Linked DNA regions of Mus musculus: region 1 is linked to region 2. Evidence: chromatin contacts called from public Hi-C data. All regions are on one chromosome and are shown on one strand. The core of a region is the stretch at or near the end of the contact, and the rest is flanking DNA. Distances in the headings are between cores, read along the strand shown. Region 1 holds the start of Naglu (alpha-N-acetylglucosaminidase (Sanfilippo disease IIIB)). Region 2 holds the start of Rara (retinoic acid receptor, alpha).

Region 1 (5,588 bases), core at 3,032-5,531, 2.1 Mb before region 2:
AAAATCTTTTCGATTAGGTTGTACTCAATGACTTTTTTTTTTTTTTTAAAAAACAGGGCTAGGCATCCATGAGCAAGCCACTGGGAGGGAAAGAATATGCCCAAGGTCATAGGTCACTGGGCACTCGGCGCCCAGTGGGGCTAAGTGGGATGGCATATGTGCACAAAGGCTTGCTGGGCAGAAAAGCATGGTATCACCCGGATACAGGTCCTCCTCCCATCCAGCCTCCCTCCCTGATGTTCTAGGGGGGTTCCTATCCCAAGCACCGTACCAGTGACCATGGCTTCATAGACGGCTGCAGTGGTAGCGGCGAGGTAGGAGGGGTCAGAGAAGGGAGGCTGCATCTCATTGAAGGTGTCAGCCCCATAGATATGATCTGTGCCAAACTCCTTGGTCAGCTCCCGTAGGAAGAGGTTCCCGATGAGGGGAAACATGGGGTCTCCTGGAGCCAGAAGGAAGGAGCAGCTGTAGGAGCAGTTGAAATGTCCCCAGCTCCCCAACTTGATGACATTGACCTGTGGAAACACCCTGGGGGTGGGGTGGGGGGAAGGTTTAGAGTTGATAGAGGCTGATACGGTGCTTGTCTTGGCTTTACACCCCTCACCAGTCTCACGTCTGTGGCTTCCTGGACTGTGCCTGGGTTCCTCTCGCCCCCATGCTTACTCATGCTCTGTCCCCTGCCTGGTATCCTTCCCTCCACCCCTAAGGCTTATCCACCTGGTCCTTCCTCACTGTCCCTGAGAGTCACCTGTCTAAAAAGGTTCTGCTATCTCCCTCTGCCAATGATCTCTTGTTAGGGACAGAGCCACGGGCACACATGAGCATCCTCAGGACCTAACACAGGACCGGATCTGACATCTGTAGACACCTGGGTAAAGGTGCACTGAATGAAAAGAATGAAGTTTCCACAGCTTGGTGAGCAAGATGGAGGGGCAGCCGGCAACCAGCACCACACGCCGTGACAGTGGTGGGAGCCAGGTCCTAACTGGCTTGGTGATAAGGGTCCTTGCAGGTGCTGGATGACAGAACTTCATGAAGGAGGAGGAGCCTCATCCAGACCTTGAAGGTCTCTCCAGCCACAGAAGAGAAGACAGTTCAAACACGAGCGCAGAGACCAGCACACTCCCTAGGCCACCAAGAGCAGCTACTCACTAACATTGTGTGCCTGGCAGCACTCAGGACAGCAGGTAAAGGAGCCATCTTGTTACTTAGTAATTTTCCATTCCTTTTCTTTAAATATTCCCTAATTAAATAATTAAGTTATGTACTTATACATAACATATATAAATTATTCACACATACACATATTAAAGTTAGGGACTGAAGAGAGAGTTCAGCAGTTAAGAGCACTGGCTGCTCTTCCAGAGGACCCAGGTTTGATTCCCAGCAACCACATGGTAGTTCACAGCCATCTCTCACTCCAGCATCAGGGCATCCCGTGCCCTCTTCTGTTCTCCGAGAGCACCAGGCACAAATATGGTACACAGACCTATATGCACAGGCAAAACACTCACACACATAAAATAAATGAAAACCTTTAAAAATTTGTTGAGTTGTCTAAATTTGATGTTAACAATGTAGGAATCCTGGGAATACTTTAGATTGATTTATTGTTATTTTCTGGGTATGAATGCTTGCCTGCATTTATGTCTGTGCACCGTATGCATGATGTGTGCTAGGAAGGCGATCAGCTCCTCAGGATTTGGGAACTACCACGTGGGTGCTGGGAACTGAACCATGGTCCTTTGCAAGAGCAGCAGGTGCTAAGAGCCGAGGCATCTCTTCAGCAGGCCCCCGCCCCATGGGTGGGTTTCTCTATGTAGCTCAGGTTGGCCTGGAACTGGTAGTGTTCCTGCCCCAGGCTCCTAAGTACCAGGCTCAGAAGAGTATGCCATCATACCCAGCAATGATTCTATTTGACAAGCAAGGAAACCGAGTCAGAGTCATCCAGCAATCTGCAGTGGCTGACAGCAGAGGCAGGAGTCAAGCCGAGCCAATATCCGGAGTTTCAGCATTTCCTTCTGCAGGGCGACCCTTTTCCCTTAGAGCTGAGCAGGGAGGGAGGACCTCACCTGGTGATGGCCTTGGGGACATGCCCTGCGAAGGCAGGCAGCACTGGGATCATGCCAAAGGAGCGCATCCGGTCCAGGATTCGATGCTGGGAGGGATAGAGGTCAATGTGACAGGACCTCTGCTGGGGGGTGTCCCTTGCTCCCTCAGGAAGGGAACACAGATCTATAGATCAGGCAAGAGCCCCGAGGCTAGCTAAGCACCCATCCCTGGCTCTGTGAACACTCAGCCCCCATTCCACCATTCCTTAGCCACTCTTTACCTGCAGGTAGACTTGACTGAGGTGCCAGGAACGGGGCAGGGGGCCATCCCAGGTGTGCAAGTTACCCATGCGTCCCCAGGCCAGGAAGGCAGGACCGGTGAAGTACGTATCGATCTCTGACTGGGTCAGGCCCAAGGCCAGGTATACCTGTGGAGCAGGAAGAGCCCCTACCTATAAACCACGTCATTGGACAAGTTCTTGCTCACCACCTCTCTGAGCTGGGGACTACTGCTACTAAGACAGATCTGGACCTCAGCCTACAGGGAGCTCACGGTCCAGGAAACAGCTCCATGTCTGTGGGATGGGTGACTCTCTGGGACACAAAGAGGCTTCCCTCAAACCACGGAGAGTCTCTGGCTCCCCCCCCCCCCCCCCCCCCCCCGTCATCCTTACTTAAGCTAGGGTCATCCGGGAAGAAGCAGCCTCCATTGACAAAATACCCCCATCCGATTGGCTTGAAGGCAATCCTGTGGGGGCACTTTCTTGACTGGTGACTGATATGGAAGGGCTCAGCCTATTGGGGGCTGTGCCATCCCTGAGCAGGTGGTTCTGGGTATATAAGAAAGACTGACCAAGTCAGGAAGCAAGCAGTGTTGCTCCAAAGTCTCTGCTTCAGTTCCTGCCTCCAGGTACCTGCCCTGATTGAGTTCCTGCCTTGGAACTCAATCTTGAATCTTCCTGCCTCTACCTGAGTCCTGGGATTACAGACATATACTGCCAGATACTTTGTCCCACCCTGGAAGGCCTCGGTTTCCCAGGGGCAGGGGTGTATGTAAGGCAGGCAGGAGAGTGTGAGGGGCCAGGTTGGCACAAACCCTTTGCCAGATGGCCTCCTGGCCATTCCAAGCCAGAGCCAGGTTGATGCCATTCAGTGCCATCCAGTCAATCTCTTGCTCCCAACGGGCCCAGTCCCACCACACGAAGGAGTAGCTGTGCGTGCACACATTCTGGTAATAGCGGTACCTGCGGGTAGGGGCACATTATTGGGGACATATGGGATGCCTCACTCACCCCTCTGGAACACTTCAGAGGCAGCCAGAGGCAGCTACTAACCCCAACACAGTACGCATACAGGACAGTGGGCAAAGGTTTCAATGTGCCTCCTCTCCTGCTCATTCCAAATCCACCTCGGGTGAAGCTGGAACTTCCCGCAGACCTCCCTAGCTAGTAGCTATTGTGAATACATAACTTCATTTTTATTCAACATGCCCAGAGCTCCTGCTGTGCATCCTGTGGTGTCTTAGGGTGTCAGTGCCATAAGGCAAAATTGGTCTCTCTCATGAAGAGGGCTCACAGTTCCTATAGTTTGTCATTATTTCCAGCAGTGGGGGCTGGGAAGCTAAATGATTTGGCTCAAGAATATACAGCTAGAGGGGAGCCAAGATTTGAAGGCACAGATCCCCGAGCCAGCACTTCCTTCTCAGTCTCCAGGCGAGTCTGTAGCTGCAGCCCCGACTTAGGTGTGCTGGTCCTCACCAACGGTGGCTGTCCCGAGGCTGCAGGCAGCTGCCCCAGCCGTCTGGGACCCACAGCATCAATACCTGTTGGGCGTGGTTTCGGTCAGCCCGTCGGGCACAGCGGGCAGCGGCCACGGCAGGTGCAGCTGAGCGCTGGACCAGGCCACCTGACAGCCACAGAAGTCACGCAGGTAGCGGTGCAGCCCCGCGGCTGCCGCCACGCCCGTGGAGCCGCGCACAAGCACTGGCACCCCGCCGCCGCCGCTCAGGCTGTAGGTGTCCAGGCCCGACTCGTCCGCCAGCGCGCGCTCCACGGACACCAAGAAATTGGCCGCCGGCCCGGGTCCCAGTAGCCGGACCACCAGTTCCCGCACGGCCTTTGCCTCCCGAGCCTCATCACCCACAGAGCCCCCAGCCAGGAGTAGGAACCCCAGAATCACGGCCAGCCCCGCGGCTTCCATGATGCCAACCGCGCGGCCGCTGCCCCCTCACAACCAATACCAAGCTCCGGGCCCGCGGGGCAGGGCTGCCAGCATCCAATCGGCTGCCGACCTCGGGCCACGTGACCTGAAGGTTGGCTCCTGCTACCCGCCCGGAGAACCTGGTTTCCGGACTCAGACACTGGTCAGGGTCTGCTGACCGCGCTCGTGGCTGGAGGGTGCGTGACCCTATGAAACATCCTCGGCCCGATGAGACGCTGCGCATGCCCAAGCCCTTTCAGATTCGGCCCTCTTTCTTCCGCAAGTCACTTCCCTTCCAAATATCTAGCCACTCTTTTAAGCGACGAGAATTGAAGCCAGCCAAGACTTGGCTCTACCACTAAGCTATATTCTAACCCCTCATCTAATAAATGTGTATTTGGATTTTATTTCGTATCAGACTGTTGTTTATATTAGAGAAGTCTCAGTTGTCATTTCTGGCTAAAGATCTGGAAACCAAATAAGGATTTCTCTGGGTGAGAAGATAGCTCAGTGGATAAAGCGCTTGCACCTGAGGACATTCATTTGAATTGGCAGAATCCACATAAAGCTGTCCCAGCATTGGGAGGCTGCAATCCCAGTGCTCCCGGGAGATGAGCGCTGGAGACAGCTGCCCTGATGTATAAAGTGACAGATGGGGAAGAGACCTTATCTTAAGGTAGAAGGTAACACCCGAGATTGTCCTCTATTGACAGCAAAACCCACAACTCTCGCTTCAAAAGGACTGAGAGCTTATTCTGAAGCCCAATATGAATGACCATGGCCCTGGAACAGTTTTAGGTCAACCCAGTTTCCATGTTCCAATGTGGAAATAATTTGAAGTTTTTATAGTAATGGAGCACATATCAAAACACTTTTTTGAATAGATTGGTGGAGACATCAGAAGTGGGTTATAGTGAATCTGGGAATCAGTTGCAGGCTTCAGATAACATTCTTAGCTTCCAGGATGCTGGAAGCTGGTGGTCTGTTAAATTAATGCATTTCAAAGGAAAACTCGTGTTCAGTACGTTCAAAAAAAAAAAAAAAAAAAAAAGACTTACCCATTGTCATAAAGCTGTTAGAAGTTACCTGGTGCGTTTCCTTCTATGAAGTGATGACAAATGATAACCAACAAAGAATGGCAAGGTGAACCAACACCATCTGGCAGTGTCTACTGTCCCTTGGGCTATATTTATGTCTTTTTAAAAGAAACATCATGTGTTTTCTCAAGTATATGCTCTGGTAAAACATCATATCCACCCCCCCCCCTTTTAGGCTGTCTCTAGAAGAACATCATGTGTCTATTCTTAGCAAATCATCTTTTCATGGGTCTGCTTTAGC
Region 2 (5,018 bases), core at 586-3,085:
CGGGGGGCTTCACTGAACTGCGACCAGCTCCTGCAGTGTGGGTCTTCTGCATACACCACAGGTTCACACCCTCCAAGTGCCTGCACACCCACCATCGTAGGCTCCCAAGGGCCTACTTGAGTCTGACCCCACTGACCGCTCTGCTTCCCAGCCCAGCCTCCCAGGCAGCAGTGATGTATATGCCAACCCCTCCCAGTGCATCATCTTTCAGAGACACAAACTCTGTGACTCCACATCCCCCCCTATTCCTCAGGAGAAAGAGCTACATAGATAACTCCAGAACCTCTTCTTGCTCCCTCCCCCTACTCATCTCCACCCCTCCAGGGGAAGCCCCAAGGCTCCAGGCCACCCCCACTCGAATCTGGGCCTTCCGTGCTTCATCTCCATACAAAGCCCTGGAGGAGTAAGAGGAGTTTGGGGGTCTGAACCCTAATTTCCTCACAGGACATCAGAGTCCTTACTGGATAATATCCTCCCCCGCCACTCCCCCACTCGCGTGCCCCAAGTTTTGCCTTGTGAAGATAAAAGATGACAAATCTGAGTCCCATCCCCGGGCTGATGGGGTGATCAAGGGCAGAACTGAGAGCAAAGGGTAGCAATTCTGTTGGAAAACATCCACACATACATGTGCACACGGTCCACAGGTAGAAGGTAGCCATCTGGCTGCAACATCGGGAGCTGGCATCAGGTAAGGAGCAAGGGGTACCATCCCTTCCATGCCAGCATGCTGGGCATCCTATCCAAGACGGGATGAATAGTGGAGGGGCAGGGCAAGAAACTTCCCAAGACTCAGTTTGTTGTTGTTGTTGTTGCTTTTTAAATTATTTCCATATGAGCTAGCCCCCACCCCCAGCCTTGCACACTGGGGAATCTGTCCCCCTTTCCCACGAACAGTAAGACAGCAGGGCAGTGCCCAGAGAGAAAAGGAGACACAGTTAAACTGATCTGCCAACCACCCCTCAACATACACACATCTGGCTAGCAGCTTCCAAGCCTCGTGGGTGGCACTAAATCCCAGACATCCTCAGCGAAGCAAGGTCGGCCAGTCTATTCTGTCCTTCCCTCACCCCAAAAGGCTTCCACAAGCCCCAAGTAACACAAAACTCAGGCGCGTCTCACCCAACTGCTCTGGCTCCCGCACCCAATTCTGACGGCTCCCCCACACTCCAACCGAGACACCAGCTGAGCGGGCCCCGCCCCCCCAGCCAGTTCCCTCTGGTGGGGGTGGGCCCCTGGCTGATTCTCCCCAAACCACAGGGCGGCTCAGGTAACAGGAGAAAGAGTAGGAGGGGGCTAGTCCGTTGGGCATCTGATCTCTCCCCAAACAGGTTTCAAGAAGTCTTTTTGTTTGGTTTGGGTTTGAAGAGAAAAGAGAGTTCCCAGCAGTAGATCCGCCACGACTGGAGCGCCGAGGACACGCGCGGCAGGCGGCCGCAGAAGCCTCAAGGCTGTGCGCGCGAAGACGCGGCGCAGACGGGGCTCCCCAACCCCGGACACGCCAGCGGCAGGCTGGGAAGTCCAGGAAACCCCAGGTCCCCGTCGAAACTGCCGGGCACCCAGTCCCCGCCCGCAGTTCCCATCCAGAGTGGGCCACCGGGCCCCGAAGTGTGAGAGAATCGAGGGTTCCCCAGGGTTCCAGGGGAGAGGTTACCTCGAAGCGAGGGGATGCAACCCGTCTGCGTGTCTGCGGGCACAGGGTCTGCCCCAAGCAGGCGCCGCGGCGCTGCCCGGCGTCAGGGGTGTGGGGTCCTCCGAGAGGAGCCGTCCGGGGGGCCGCAGCTCAGGGGCGCGGGGCGACGGCAGCGGCCATGGCGAGTCACGTGCAGAGGCTGAAACTTTACCCGGAGCCCTAGACTGGGGGGGGCGGAGGGTATGGAGCTGGGGTGGGAGGGAGGCCCCCCTGCCGCAGGCCCGCCCCTGCATGCCACGGGCCAATCACTAACCGGGGGCGGGTCCTCATGCTCACACCCGCCCCTCTCTCCTTAATAGACCCAGGGAAGGGCGAGTCTTAAAGGAGACGCTTCCAGCTAGTGGCCGGACCGTGGGAATCTGGGAGAATCCCTCCCTCAACACGCCAGAAAGAGATTCGGGGTGTGTGTGTGTGGGGGGGGGGGCGGTGTGAAGTTCAGAGAAAAGAATAAATTACGACTCGGCGGTGAACGAACCTCAGGGTGCGGGATCCTACACACACTCCCTTTCCCCACCCCCCACCCCGCTACACGCCCACACTCACAGAGACACACACACATCACACACACCTACCAAACCTGGGAAGAAAGGAGGTGGTGTAATATGGAGAACGCACTGACTCCTGCCCCAGCTGTCAAGTCTCTGTCTCTCCTAATCACAATCCTCCGGGGCCAGCTGAAACTGAAAGCTATCTGACCTTGAGCAAAACACTTGGCTCCTCTGGACCTTAGTATTTCTCATCTGTAAAGCCGAAGTACAAAGGGAAGACCGTCTTCTCCATAGAACATCCTTCTTTCCCAAACACCTCTCCGGCTTGAGTAGGTTAGAGGAAATTTCTAGCTCAACTGAATCCCTTCGAGTAGCTAGAAATATGGTCACCCCAAGCCAGCTCTTTGGACGGCCTGGAGTCGCTCTCCATTCTAGAAGACCCACTTGAGGGCCGAGGGCAGTTCATACATGTTCCAGGAGGACAGGATCTGAACCACACTCCATCTCCAGACCTCAATTCCCAACTGTCACAAGCCCCCTCCGGGCCAGCCGGAGGTTAAGGTTTCCACCTCTAACACTGCACTGGAGGAGGGTGAGTCCACTATGCAGTGCCTACCTCACCCGAGTTCCCGGGCAGAGAAGTGGCAACTGCCCCCCACAGGACATCCCACTGGCAAGGGAAGTGCCACACACCCAGGCCTCCACCCTGGGGACGCTCAGTCTAATCCGATGTCCGGATTTTCAGACTAAGAACAGGAGGTCCGAGGCCCATATGGGATTTTGTCCACGGTTGCATGGGTGTCTGAACCGGGCCTAGAACTAGAATATCTGCTTGTCTCTCTGTGGCTTTGCTCTGGCGGCCTTGGAAGGTAGGTAGCACAGCTCAGGTCCGTGGGACACTCTGTCCAGAGGTCGGACGCAAGGGAAAACTCCGCAAAGCGGTGCAGCGCTTCCCCAGACCCTTGCCGCCCCGCTGGGCTAGCGCAGTCTCCCGCTCCCGTCTGGATTTCCGCCGGGGCGAACCACCCGCCCAGCCCCTCTCTTGCCGCCCCGCCCCGATCTGTCCCGTCCAGATCCATCCACAAACATGCGCTCAGCAGGCAAGAATGCGTCAATGGCTCCCAGATGTGGAGGCCGCCGCTTAACCCATTCCCTTCCACGCACCCACTCCCGTGCCCCCGTCAAGCCTTCCAGCCAGAGCCCCACCATCATCAGGAGCCTCCATACAAGTGAGGAACCTACCTGGCTGAGAGGGTAGCCTAGGGCCAGTTCACCTCTAGTTTCCATAGGCTCCTCTAGCCTAGATCCTACCAGATAGGTGCATGCACAGAGTTACACTGCCTCCCTCCCACATGGGCAGCCTTCAGACACACCTGCGGGCATATGGATTCAGGTACACTTTTTTCAGGTACTTTTTCTTCTTCTTTCTTTCTTTCTTTCCTTCCTTCCTTCCTTCCTTCCTTCCTTCCTTCCTTCCTTCCTTCCTTTCTTTCTTTCTTTCTTTCTTTCTTTCTTTCTTTCTTTCTTTCTTTGTTCTTCTTCTTTCCCCTTCTTTCTTTCTTCTCCTTTCTTCTTTTTCTTCTTCTTTCTTCTTCTTGGACAGGGGTTCAGAAACCTCTGTGTAGCCCTGACTGTACTGGAACTTGCTCAGTAGACCTGGCTGGCCTTGAACTCAGGGGATCTGTGCCTGCCCTGCCTTCTGGGTGCAGGGTAGGATTAAAGGTGTGTGCCTTACCTTGTTGCATATGGGTATACTCTTCTTGAACACACACCCTGGGACAAATGGCCAGCCCCACACATGCTCATAATGTGACTGTGTACACCTCCAAGGCATATATGCACACCCGACACACACACACAAAGGGTGCCTACACATAAGGCCATGGAGTGGAGTGGAGTGTGCATATGAAATGATGCAGCTGGAGGTCCATATGGGCACAAAAGAGAAAACCCATACTCACACAAACCACTGCCCAGAGGAGTCAGACACATTCAAGATTGGACACACAGCCTACACACTGTGGGACACTTCCTTCATGCCCAGGGCACCACAGGTCCAAAGTCCAGCCCTACCCAAGCATGACTGCAGGATCAGAAGAGGTCCCTGGGCAGGGGACCAGGAGTCAGAAGTCCACAGCAGTAGTTGTGTTGGTCTCAAAAACGGGGTTCTCGGGACTGGAGAGATGGTTCAGAGGTAAGAGCACTGACTGCTCTTCTGAAGGTCCTGAGTTCAATTCCCAGCAACCACATGGTGGCTCACAACCATTGGTAATGAAACCTGACGCCCTCTTCTGGAGTGTCTGAAGACAGCAACAGTATACTTACATATAATAAATAAATCATTTAAAAAACAAAACAAAAAAACCAGGGTTCTCACACCCTTCAGCCAGGCACCCTGTTTCAGGAGAGCAGAGTACTTAGACTACAGCAAGAGGCTAATGGGAGAGAAGAGCCCCAGGGCTATCCTAGGTCCTCCACTCCTGCACGCAGGAGACAGGCTGTGGGGGTGGGAATGGGGGAAGCACTGGTTTCCCAAGACAAGTAGAGTCCCTCATCAGACTAGAGGAGGCCAGGGTGGGCCTCAGACAGGTAATAACTGTCCAGTGACAGCTCCTAGTCCTCAAAGGAGTTACAGCTTGTGGAACTCAAAAACAAAACAAAACAAAACAAAACAAAACAAAACAAAAAAGCCAGCATCAAGCCAGGTGTGGTTGCATACACCTGTAACCTCTAACACCAGCACTCGGGAGGCTGCAGCAGGAGCACTGCCAGAGTTCAAGGCCAGTTTGGACCATGTAGTCATGGCTACAGAGAAAGACCTTGTTTCAAAGCAGAATGAC

The links. A called contact is a pair of places that touch in the nucleus more often than the background predicts.
Region 1: a Hi-C map of B cells shows a contact between it and region 2, with 5 read pairs. The contact joins the promoter of Naglu here to the promoter of Rara in region 2.

The regions. Positions count from the first base shown.
Region 1 is chr11:101,068,787-101,074,374 of GRCm38.p6, reverse strand. It overlaps Naglu (alpha-N-acetylglucosaminidase (Sanfilippo disease IIIB)), which reads right to left and starts at 4,281. Exons shown (of 6, transcript NM_013792.2): 1 at 3,874-4,281; 2 at 3,148-3,295; 3 at 2,333-2,479; 4 at 2,073-2,158; 5 at 272-528. The coding sequence starts at 4,250.
Region 2 is chr11:98,934,513-98,939,530 of GRCm38.p6, reverse strand. Rara (retinoic acid receptor, alpha) reads right to left here and starts at 1,835. Exons shown (of 9, transcript NM_009024.2): 1 at 1,652-1,835. Gm46294 reads left to right here. Exons shown (of 3, transcript XR_003949771.1): 2 at 1,329-1,607; 3 at 1,990-2,268.